2 separate regions of the Zea mays genome follow, and region 1 is linked to region 2. Evidence: chromatin contacts called from public Hi-C data. All regions are on one chromosome and are shown on one strand. The core of a region is the stretch at or near the end of the contact, and the rest is flanking DNA. Distances in the headings are between cores, read along the strand shown.

The links. A called contact is a pair of places that touch in the nucleus more often than the background predicts.
Region 1: a contact with region 2 is called in a Hi-C map of leaf, with 4 times the contacts expected there. The contact joins the promoter of LOC100101525 here to the promoter of LOC542407 in region 2. A contact is called at or near these places in 2 of 25 Hi-C or Micro-C datasets (leaf and tassel).

What each region holds. Positions count from the first base shown.
Region 1 is chr8:177,910,912-177,916,467 of Zm-B73-REFERENCE-NAM-5.0, reverse strand. It overlaps LOC100101525 (cystatin 2), which reads left to right and starts at 4,274. Exons shown (of 3, transcript NM_001112543.1): 1 at 4,274-4,507; 2 at 5,328-5,523. The coding sequence starts at 4,298. The coding sequence ends at 5,522.
Region 2 is chr8:177,765,660-177,771,740 of Zm-B73-REFERENCE-NAM-5.0, reverse strand. It overlaps LOC542407 (octopine synthase binding factor 3), which reads right to left and starts at 2,521. Exons shown (of 11, transcript NM_001111978.2): 1 at 2,223-2,521; 2 at 1,254-1,363; 3 at 763-836; 4 at 442-648. The coding sequence starts at 2,308.

The sequences.
Region 1 (5,556 bases), core at 3,025-5,524, 140 kb before region 2:
GTATCTTCGTTAGAGCAAGTTTAATAATACAGTGAATCGCTGCCTTAAAAGTAAGTTTAATAATAAAGCACATCGCTAGTTGTAAAGATTTTTGCAGCCTAATATTAGCTTATTCATATAGTTGTTAGCTCTTTAATATTAACGTAGAAGCTCACTTGTCTCCCTCATAAAGTATCTTGTTTTTATATCAAACCGGTTGTAAGTTTATAGCTCGCTTCTCTCTCCTCCACCTTAGCATTTAGTCGGTTTATAACCTCTTATTATACTTGCTCTTGTTAGGGAATATGGGCTTCGCCCAAATAATAATTTCTATAAATTCTAAAGGCCCACTTACACATGCATGTCATGGTGACAATTTTAGTACAACCTTACTGCTCTAGGCAGTGGCGGACGCAGGACAAGAACTCATGAGGGCTCAAAAGAAAATCACACAACAAAATCAAGTAAGACCATAAAAACTACTGTTACATAGAATTCAAGTTTCGTATCAATACACGTACGTTTAAATAAAGAAACTATGCAAACAAAAGAAGCAAGCATGTCTCTAAGTTCTTAGTGATTGGGACAAAAATCGTCGAATATTGATCTCATCATCAATTTGTGTTCTTAATGCTGGATATGCCACTATTTCATCTATAGATTAAATGCCCTTCCAACACTTGATTATTCTGAAATTCTTATTTGTGTAATAGACGAGTCGTTCAGATTGGTATGTTCTAACCACCGGCCATGGAACCCCTTAAACGGTAGAAAAATCTCCTCTTTTATCTAAATAAAGAGGAGCAATAATCATCAACTATTTATCTAATCTCCAATTCAAAATTAAAAGTGAATATTCTATTCCAATCCAAATATACAATCTCTAGGAAAGAATTGAGCCAAGAAGGGGGCAAGGTCAGACGACGTCGCATGTCAGGAAGGGGCGACGTCGGGAACAGGGGTGTCAAGGCGGATTGGCTCGAATGATGTCGGAAAAATGGGGTCAAATAGATAGATGTGAGGACAAGGCCGAGAGCTCAAGACTAAGGACGAGAGTCAAGAGGACCGAGCCAATCTAACGAGTAACGAGGAAACTCAGACATACGGGACTGTTTTAGACGTACGGGACTGTTTTAGCTCATCCAATTTTCTATTTTTCTGTACTTAACATTAGGTATAAGAGGTTTTAAAAATTGAGGGGACCATGGCTCACTTTGCCCGCCCTATCTGTCCACCCCTAACTCTAGATGGAGTGAGGCCAACTTAAATAATTGAGTTATTTCTAAATGATTGAAGCTATTGAGGAGAGGAAATGTGACAACAAGGGTGCGCTCGCCTCGCTGGGTGATGGGCGCGGGCGCACAACATGCATGTGAATGGTCCGATGATTTATCACTTCCGACCTTTTAGGTGCGCGACTTTTTTCTGCTGCTTGATATTTTTGCATGCACGAAGAAACTGCGCTGCTCTATTTTGATAAGCAATTATTCTTGTATTAATTGTGATTGATCTCATATTAGTGTTGTGATTACATGGCTAATTATTTGCCTTAGCTGTGTCGTCTGTATATAATGGGAGCGAGACGTCATCCTCAATACAGACTTTCTAAGCCTCATTCTAAAGTGTCGTGCTACCCTCGTCTTCCCCATTTCGCTGTTAACGTGCCATCAACGTTGGGAGAGCAGGATCTCTAAAGCCTACGTTCCCTCGTGTCCCTGCACGGGATAGGCGTTGTATATGGTTTTTGGGAAGCGTGTTGCGATTGTTCATTGTTCGTCTGCTTCCTCTACATCGACGTCGTGCTTCTCGTCGATCTACTTTGAAAGTCGCCTAGAGGGGGGGGTGAATAGGGCGAATCTGAAATTTATAAACTTAAGCGCAACTATAAGTCGGGTTAGCGTTAGAAATATAAGCGAGTCCGAGAGAGAGGGTGAAAAACAAATCGCAAGCAAATAAAGAGTGAGACACAAGGATTTGTTTTACCGAGGTTCAGTTCTTGCAAACCTACTCCCCTTTGAGGTGGTCACAAAGACCGGGTCTCTTTCAACCCTTTCCCTCTCTCAAACGATCACTTAGACCGAGTGAGCTTCTCTTCTCAATCACACGGGACACAAAGTCCCCGCAAGGACCACCACACAATTGGTATCTCTTGCCTTGTTTACAATTGAGTTGATCACAAGAAAGAATGAGAAAGAAAAGAAGCAATCCAAGCGCAAGAGCTCAAATGAACACAAATGTCACTCTCTTTAGTCACTATTTGATTTGGAGTGATTCCGGACTTGGGAGAGGATTTGATCTCTTTGGTTGTGTCTAGAATTGAATGCTATAGCTCTTGTAATGTGTTGGAAGATGGAAAACTTGGATGCAATGAATGGTGGGGTGGTTGGGGTATTTATAGCCCCAACCACCAAAAGTGGCCGTTGGAAGGCTGTCTGTCGCATGGCGCACCGGACAGTCCAGTGCGCCACCGGACACTGTCCGGTGCGCCTGCCACGTCACCTGACCGTTAGGGTTCGACCGTTGGAGCTTTTGTCTTCTGGGCCACCGGACAGGTCCTGTAGACTGTCCGGTGCGCCTTCTAGCGCTGCTCTGACTCTGGCGCACACTGTAGCGCATTCAATGCGGTTGCAGACGACCGTTGGCGCTGAAGTAGTCGTTGCTCCGCTGGCACACCGGACAGTCCGGTGTAGCACCGGACAGTCCGATGAATTTTAGCGGAGTGGCTCCCAGAATTCCCGAGACTGGCGAGTTCGGAGTTGGAGTTCCCTGGTGCACCGGACACTGTCCGGTGGTGCATCGGACAGTCCGGTGTGCCAGACCAGGGCTGCCTTTGATTATCTTTTGCTCCCTTTGTTTGAACCCTTTCTTTGTGTCTTCATTGGCCTATTGTGAACCTTTGGCACCTGTAAAACTTATAATCTAGAGCAAACTAGTTAGTCCAATTATTTGTGTTGGACAATTCAACCACCAAAATCAATTAGGAAAAGGTGTAAGCATATTTCCCTTTCATATTTCGTCTACTCTCGCGTTGTTCTAGCGCTGACAACCTCACTGTAAAATGTCTATACTTTCTCTGTCGTTTATTCTCGTTTTCCTTCATTCACTCTCACTAGATTATGAACTACTAGTGAGTTATTCATTTTCGAAACATGTTGTAGTTGCTCTTATTATTGTCGGAATCAATTTGTTCATCACTAAATTGCTTCTATTTACAACAGCTCTAAGGCACATACAACTTGGAGTCTTGGATCGGTTTTTAAAGTATAAGAGACAGTTAAAATACAACATGATAAACCTAGACCTTTAGATCATAAATATAGCTAAAAAATAATATGTATAAAAAGTCATATATTGATGGACTCTTCACAAATAGTCCGTCTCTTTTTTTCTTACTTTTAGACCCTTAGAGGCCTATCAAGATACCACTAATTAATGAGGTTGCACATGCCTTAAGGATTTTGTAACTTAGGGTTAGTTTAGGAACTCTATTTTCTCAAGGAATTTCTATTTTACCAAGTGAAAATAAAATATTTCTCTTGGTAAAATAGAACCCCCTAGAAAAATGTGGTTTCTAAACTAGTCTTTAATGTAGAAACCTAGTTGCCTCTTTTTTTATTCTTATCTTTAAATCGATTGTAAGTTTACTATTTTTTCTGTCTTCTTTTCTCCCTCTTCCACCTAAGTATTTAGCACGTTTATAGCCTCCTACCATCCCAATCCAAACGGTACAAAGTCAACGATCACATACATGGCGGTGGAAAATTCTGTACATACGTTTCCTTGGGTGCAACAGTTGCGCATTGATCGACGACTAGTACCTCCTCCGTGATAGACGCGAGCAACCTATATGCACATGGAGCCATCCTTACACGCTAAATTGGAGCAACTTCACGTATTTTCTATAAATAACATGCTAAATTAATAAATTTAGCAATGTAATAACATAAGTAGTAACCATAATTTATTTCTCTCTCTAATAATTTATTATAGTACGTCCTTCGTTTTTTATTTGTTTCAAAATCAACTAAAGAGCGACAAATATTTTAAAACGTATAAATAAATAATTGGGAACTTGGACTATTTTTAACCGACCTAGCATATTTTAACTGTTTCTTTTCTCTATCTCTTATCATTTTCTCACCTGAAAAAGTTCGCAGCTTCACCGAACGAAAATGTCCTGTCGTTCCCTTTCCAACCCCGTCTCCGTCTCCGCCCGCCACAACAATATCGCATTGACAGATCGTTCATCGTAGCCTCCTCCAGTCGTCTCCCGGGATCTTCTCCGGCTATAAATTTCCGCCCCAATTCCCCAATCCAGATGCGCAAACATCGAATCGTCTCGCTCGTGGCTGCCCTGCTCATACTGCTTGCCCTCGCCGTATCGTCCACCCGCAACGCACAGGAGGATTCCATGGCCGACAACACCGGGACGTTGGCGGGCGGCATCAAGGACGTGCCGGGGAACGAGAACGACCTTCACCTCCAGGAACTCGCCCGCTTCGCCGTCGATGAGCACAACAAGAAGGCCGTAAGCCCTCAACCCCCTTTGCCTGTTTGCTACCCCTTCTCTGTGACGTGCCCGTGTTCTGCTGGCATTGAGATCGTCTGCAGTTACCTCCCCTGCAGTTGGGTCACTGATGTGTGGCCCCGGCCATGGCATCGAGCATTTGCGATACAGACACAAACAAACGAAAAATTTGCTATTTTAGCCTTTTTAACGTGGGCTAAATACTATTATGTGACCCTCTGTCTATGATTTATGGGACCATCTGTGTCTATGATTTGTGGGCCTGGGTCTAAAATAGAGAAGTTCACAACTGAGAGTGATAAAATAGCAAATTCCCCACAAACAAAGATGGCTCAGTATGTAATCTAGGCTGAAGATTTCTGCGGCACATTGAATTTCATATTGTCGCTTGGATTACGAGTAATCACGTATCACCACCCAAGAGGTCACCTGAGCCATTGACCAGCAGTACTAATATTGAACTTTGAAGCCTAGTCAGATCAGATATTAATAAATTCGATGTTTTATGATAGTGATACTCGGTAGAGGTAAAGAAATAAAGGTGGTTCAAGATTTACCACTATCGTTATGCAATCACAAAACAAATGGTACTAATTTATTGTTTGTATGGAATAATTGGTATCTTGCAACTCAGAATGTTGACTGATTAGTCAGATCTACTGTGTGCTAACTCAGAATGTTGATTGATTAGTCAGATCTATTGTTTTATGATAATGATACTCGGTAGAGGTAAAGAAATAGAGATCTATGCTAATGTTTTGGTCCACGGCAAATACGAAATTTTGGATTGCAAATAACCTTCTGCGTTGGCGCTGTGCAGAATGCTCTTCTGGGGTTCGAGAAGCTTGTGAAGGCCAAGACACAAGTGGTTGCTGGCACGATGTACTATCTCACTATTGAAGTGAAGGATGGCGAAGTGAAGAAGCTCTACGAAGCTAAGGTCTGGGAGAAGCCATGGGAGAACTTCAAGGAGCTGCAGGAATTCAAGCCTGTTGAAGAGGGTGCTAGCGCCTAAGGTAGATTTGTGCATGTTTTACATACTATCTGGC
Region 2 (6,081 bases), core at 1,272-3,771:
CTATTCCTGCTATTATTAGTAGGGTCTACGCTGGTTTTTTTTCCTTTTTGGTCAAGTGTTTTGGCTTGCCCTAAGGGCAATGTATTTTGGTCCTCTTGGACCTTTTCCTCTCTTAATATAATGACGTGTAGTCTTGCGCGTTCGAGAAAAAAAGATTGGGAGCAAATCATACTTGTATATGCAATGGCTTTATCTAATGCACCATCTATATTATTCATGCAAGAGAACCTTAATGTCTGCAATTTGTTGAAGGTATTTATGCATATGTATGAAATAAAAAAAATAACCATGCATGTTTCGAAGTCAAACATTCTTCTTAAGCACAACAGAAACTTCCAAAGCAGCAAAATCTGAGCATGAAAATATTCTGCGAAAATCAAGCATATCATATTCATCTAATAAAACAGGCCAACAAAGGAGTGAAATCAGAATGGTTGCTACCATCTGGTTCCTCTCATCAGTGTCTGGATCTGTAGATGTGTCAGTCATAGGGCTACCAGCCATAGCTGACTCTCCCCAATTCTCCATGTTACCAGTTGGTAACGCCACCAGAATTGGTTGTGCTCCTGTTTGCTGTGCTGACAGCTGAGGGTCAATTCTTGTTGCAGCTGTTGTTGCTTCTGTAGTATTTATATGAGGAGAAATAGACTACAAATAGGGAAACAAAACTGTGTCAGCTCCTGATATGGATGGCAGTATGGAACATCACTAAATTAACAGGCTTTTGATCAGTGGCCAGAATTTTAATTGTGTCCTGCATACCTTTCCGTAATTTCCAAACTGAAGAGGACTGTTGTCAATCGTATGAGAATTTGGCTTCAGATTGAACAAGGCATCTGAATATGAGAAAATAAACGAGAATCGTTCAAACCATGGGTAATTGAACAGAAAAGCTAGTAATTCATCTACGTCCTTAGAACTAATCCACTGCTTGTATGATAGGGGTTGCAGTTGTGTACAGTACGGTGGCAATGCTTGTGAAGCGAGACCTTTCCAATTTTGCAGCTTACAGGTACACATAGTAAACAGAAATTATACCTTTGGTAACTGCTGTGAGCAAGCATACCAATAACCGAGTGACAGAGTACAACTAGCTATCAGATTTAAAAATGTAGGCCAGATGCATATGAGTAGAATACAAATATTCCCAAAGCTGAAAAAAATACATATTACACATGACTGAACTTCTGACACCAAAAGAACATATATAAGAAGTAATTTCTAGCATATTTGATTGGGAACTGAAAACATACTTGCATTAAGGTTAGCAAGATCTTCTATTCGGAATCCAGCAGACTGTGCAAGTGCCCCAAAGTCAGTAACTCGAGAAGGTTGCATGCTGTTCACATCTGCGCCTGCGCGACTGAAAAGGCATTGTTCATCAAAATAAAATATTGAGCACAAAAAAGTATATACATTTCTTTTTAGAAAAAAGGTTTTGCACAGCAAAAAAAAACACACTTTATATTTTAGCATGCAGAGATGAATTTTCTTTTATCGTTCTATGTTAACCTGACATTCAATTGCATTGATTGCTGCTTGAGATGCACAGTGCAATCTATCCCACGCAGTATACCAAATCTACTAATGTTTCACTAACCCATGATATAAGTTGGGTTGCGCATGCCCAACCCTAGGCCCCTCTTCTGCCATCATGAAGGTATGGACCTACCACCGTGATGATCTCCGGTACCCTGGCTGGGGACATGCATATGTTGTCCAGTGATCAGTGACAACAAGCCAAGCCTCTGACAGTTGACCAGGGCAAGCCGCCAAACTGTTACTGTTAGGCCAGTGCAGTGAAGTGAAGCAGCATGGCATGGCACATCAATGAAATCCATTGCTCATCTCAGTCCTTGCACAGTTGCACTACCAGAGCATAAGGCCAACAGAAACCTTACTACAGATAAAGGTTACCGTCTAACTATTACAAACACATGAGGTCAGGTGAGGGTTTAGTCTATTCAGGAAAAGGAAAAAAGCAATCGACTTTTTCCTCCTGGAAAGCAGAGGCAATCACCGCCGCAATCCATGCGCAGCGCAGTGCAATGATCAATTAACTAGAAAGTAATCAACTACAATGAGGGATCAAATGATGCTCTTGCACGGACTAGTGAGACAAGCACAGTAGCACGCGGAAACGGGAGGAGGGCCGGTGGACGAGGGGAGAAAAGAAACCATGAGCAAGTAAATGAAGAAGGCGGTGTGGCGCGGGAACATACATGGCGTGCTGCGTTGGCCCAAAGCTCGGCATCGCCCCGCCCGCATCTTCCGCCGCCGCCCCCGACCCTCCCCGTCTACTCTCCATCGGCCACCATGCAACCGCCCGGCGCCGCCGTCGCCTCACCTCGCCGCAGGCCCGCGCACCCAAACAAGCATCGCGAGCCAGGCGGAAGCAAAGAGTTTCTGCCTCCGGGAGAAGACTGTAGCGCCAGCAGGGTCCTGTCGAAAAGGTTGGGGGGTTTTGCACGGCCCGATCAGTGGGACGATCTGACAGGGGCTGTGTTGTGAGGTGATTGAGGACTGGTGGGTTGAGAAAGCAAAGCAGCCGGTTGTGTTTGGGCGAAGCGAGGAGGAGGAGATGGAGGACTCCACTCCAGCGGCGTCAGGGGGTTGCCAATGCCTCGAACTGCGGACATTTTTATAATGATTTCTCGGGCTTGCGAGTCCCCACCGCCACTGGAGGAGGAGTGACGTTTGGACCATACCAATCTCTAGGCGGGCGGGAGGCATCCCATGCTTCCGCGCACGCAGTGGCCACCGCTGAGGCTGGCTCAGTGATGCGTGCCCCGTTTTGGTAGCGCAGCTCCGGGTCCGGGAGCAGGTCGCAACAAAAAAACCAAAACGGGACGGGATCAGAGGTCGCCGCTCCGCTCTCTTGCTCTCTCTGAATCCGCTTTGAGAAGCTACGCCAAACGCCTTGTAGAAACAACACATTCCGCCCGGCCCCCCTCCTAGTCCTACGGGCGAGCTGTTGGGCACGGGACATGGAGCCACCGCCAAGGCTTCAGGATGGGCGGGAAGAAGACGGGAGGCACGAAGACATCAAGCTCGCGCTGGGTAGAACCGTAGGAAAGAAAGCAAACTATTCTTATGGAGTTTTATTTCCAGAGTTTCATTTGAAAAAGATATATCAACTCTCTATAGGCCGTGAAATTAATTTTCTATAAAACAAAAATACAGAACCAAACTTTTTTATTGAAGACAACAGTAATTTCGAAAATAATTATACACAAGTTCTTTTGTTAAAATTGGCACAAGACATTGTACAACTAGTATACTCCAGTATACTTTCGGCAGGCAAACTACTGGCGGCATGAAATGAATATTTGCTTTGTTGTCTGCCTTGCCCTCCTCGCCACAGACGATCAGGAGCTCTGGATGCAGATTTCTTCCCCCCGCTTTGATAATTCTGCACTACTAACCTCCGCGCCATTTCCCACGATTTGTTTAGCGCTCAACTAACCCCCTCGGGAGCGCCACCGGCTTGCAGTTCTTTATCATATCTTTCACGTCACAGACGTCCGGATTTTCGTTTCGTGTCGCATAGCTCAAACCTGTGCAGCAAAATGAAAAAAGATCATAGACTTTTTGCTTCTCTACTGTTACTCTCTTTCTGTAAAGAGGGGGAAAATTGACGAATAATTCTCATGGCATGTGCAATGCTGAGTTGAACATAAAAAAACGATTAAGAATACAACAGTGTCACTAAACCATAAATGTACTAACTCTGAAAACAGCTCAAAAGACAAGAAATATGCTTTTTGGAAAAACAGTTTATTTGAGAAGCGGGTGAAAAAGAGCTTCTATTTATTGTCTGCTTTTAGTTAATTCTAAAAAAACAGCTGAACTAATAAACTATTGCAATAATGTCATATTTAGTATAGCTTCCGATTAAAATTGTGAACAGTCATGCCAAACATAGCCTCGTAGTTTCATCCTTCGAGCCGAACCGAGTGTACGCAATCATTTAGAAAACGTTGATGTCGTGAAACTCTCAAGAGTGACCTACTCTCCACCTAAAAGCAAGGTTAATAATAAAGCCCATAGAAAGCTTTCTGTTGCATGTCACGTATAACCAACTAAAAACTTACTTATATATAATAACCCTTAAATGATACAAATTCTACATTTAATCCTTAACCTACCTCTTACTTATTCTCACAGACTGTCTTGAAGTTTGTGAACAACTCACTTTCAGCTACCTAGTACTCCCTCGTCATATATCTTAAGTTCACAAAAATTTGTCCCAAGTCAATGTTTTTAAACTTTGACCAACAATATCTAAAAAATAATTACTTTTAAATTACAGAAATTATAGATTGTGGTAGATGTTTTAATAATAAATCTAATAGTTTCGTTTTTTATTTGGTCAATATTTATGGTTATTTTGTTATTAACTGTCAAAGTTGAAAACATTTGACTTATGGCATGCCTTCACGACCTTAAGATATGGGACGGGGGGAGTAGTAAGCAACCTGCTTCCATTCTCTCTATTTTTTACCATGTTACTATAAATTTTACGTAGCCTCACTTACAACTCACCTATGTCACTTTATTTTACTTGCTCTTAAAATCGTGTTCAGTAGGTTACTCATATGATTATCCAAAACACTATTTTGCAATGTTCGCAAAATGAAGTTTGAAATAGGACGGCTAAGATGATGGGAATAGTCTAATTGCAATGCCACATTAGTATTTTACAGTATTGACCTAACACCTTAATTATTACCATCAAAATTAAACCACCCACATTAGGACTATCTTTGGGCGTTCAGTTAATTTCGTTGAAATCAGTTTGGTTGAATCATTTATCAACTTTGGCTAATCTATTAGTAGTAAAATATATACTCCCTCCGTTCTTTTTTATTTATCTCGTTTTAATTCAAAAATAAACTAACGGACGACAAATATTCGAGAACGAATGTAGTATTATACTTCAGTTATACATGATGTAAGAATTTAAATGTATTGGAAATGGAAAGCACCTAACAATAAAACGGATCATGTAATAAAACAAAACAAAAGGCAACACATATATGTATAATGCTCTTAACAAAAAAAGTATTATAGAAATGCATTTAAATTAATTTGCAGATGGGTACAATTTTAGTATTTAATGTAATAGTTAAAAAGATGTTTGGTCAATACCAGCTTAAAACTGAATAAATTTTAAATAGCGCCCAAGTCTTTCACCAAATAGATTAAGAATGGTTTGCGCTTGGCGATGACGTAGGGCACGCAACAGATTCACTGGACTGGCCGGGAGAGGAGTGGTATGTAGGACGTGACGTCGCCATGGATCGTTTGAGCTCGAGCCAGTCGTGTTCTCTTGGCAGCAGGAGAAATGGAGAATCCCGGCGCACAGAGATGCATGGCTCTGTTGTTTTATCCGGTTACAGTCTGCCTCGGTCGGTCAGCTTCTATTGTACTACATGCTGAGGTTGGATTTCTCAGTACTATGCGAACTGGTTGGTATGCCGTTTTCAACAAGGTAAACACATGTCATCGTCGTCTGCTGGAGTGCAGGGAGATCAGTCGCGTACGATTATTTGAGGGGTTGTAGGCTTGTAGCATGAGGTGGCAGGCATGGAGCCGTAACGTATAATAGTACTCTATACTATGCATTTGTCAGCTCTCCCGTCTTGTCAAGGAGGGGAGGGGGACTCAAATCAAGACGAGAGCCATGTGCTTATGCTATGCCTAGATCTAACGGGATTCGATCGGTAACCACGAGATGGTTGGTAAAATGATGGCCACATTGGAGTCACGTGATATCGGGCTTCATTTTATTTCTGACAATCTTTTCTAAAAATCGGACGGTAGAGAGAATCTAATTATTATAAAGATTATTTGTAGAGTAAGATAAAAAAAAATCAATAGAGTTTAGAATGTATAAAGTGATGGTTTCTACTATCGCAACGACTCGATCGATTCTATGCTTATGTTAATTTTGGATAGTTTAAATAAAGTGATTCTCATAAAACAATGCTGAAAAGCTGGGTGTTTAGACGCCAGCAACGGCTTATGGTGGATAGAAGCTGAAAAAAGATGAACCAAACAGGGCCAATGTTTCACAGT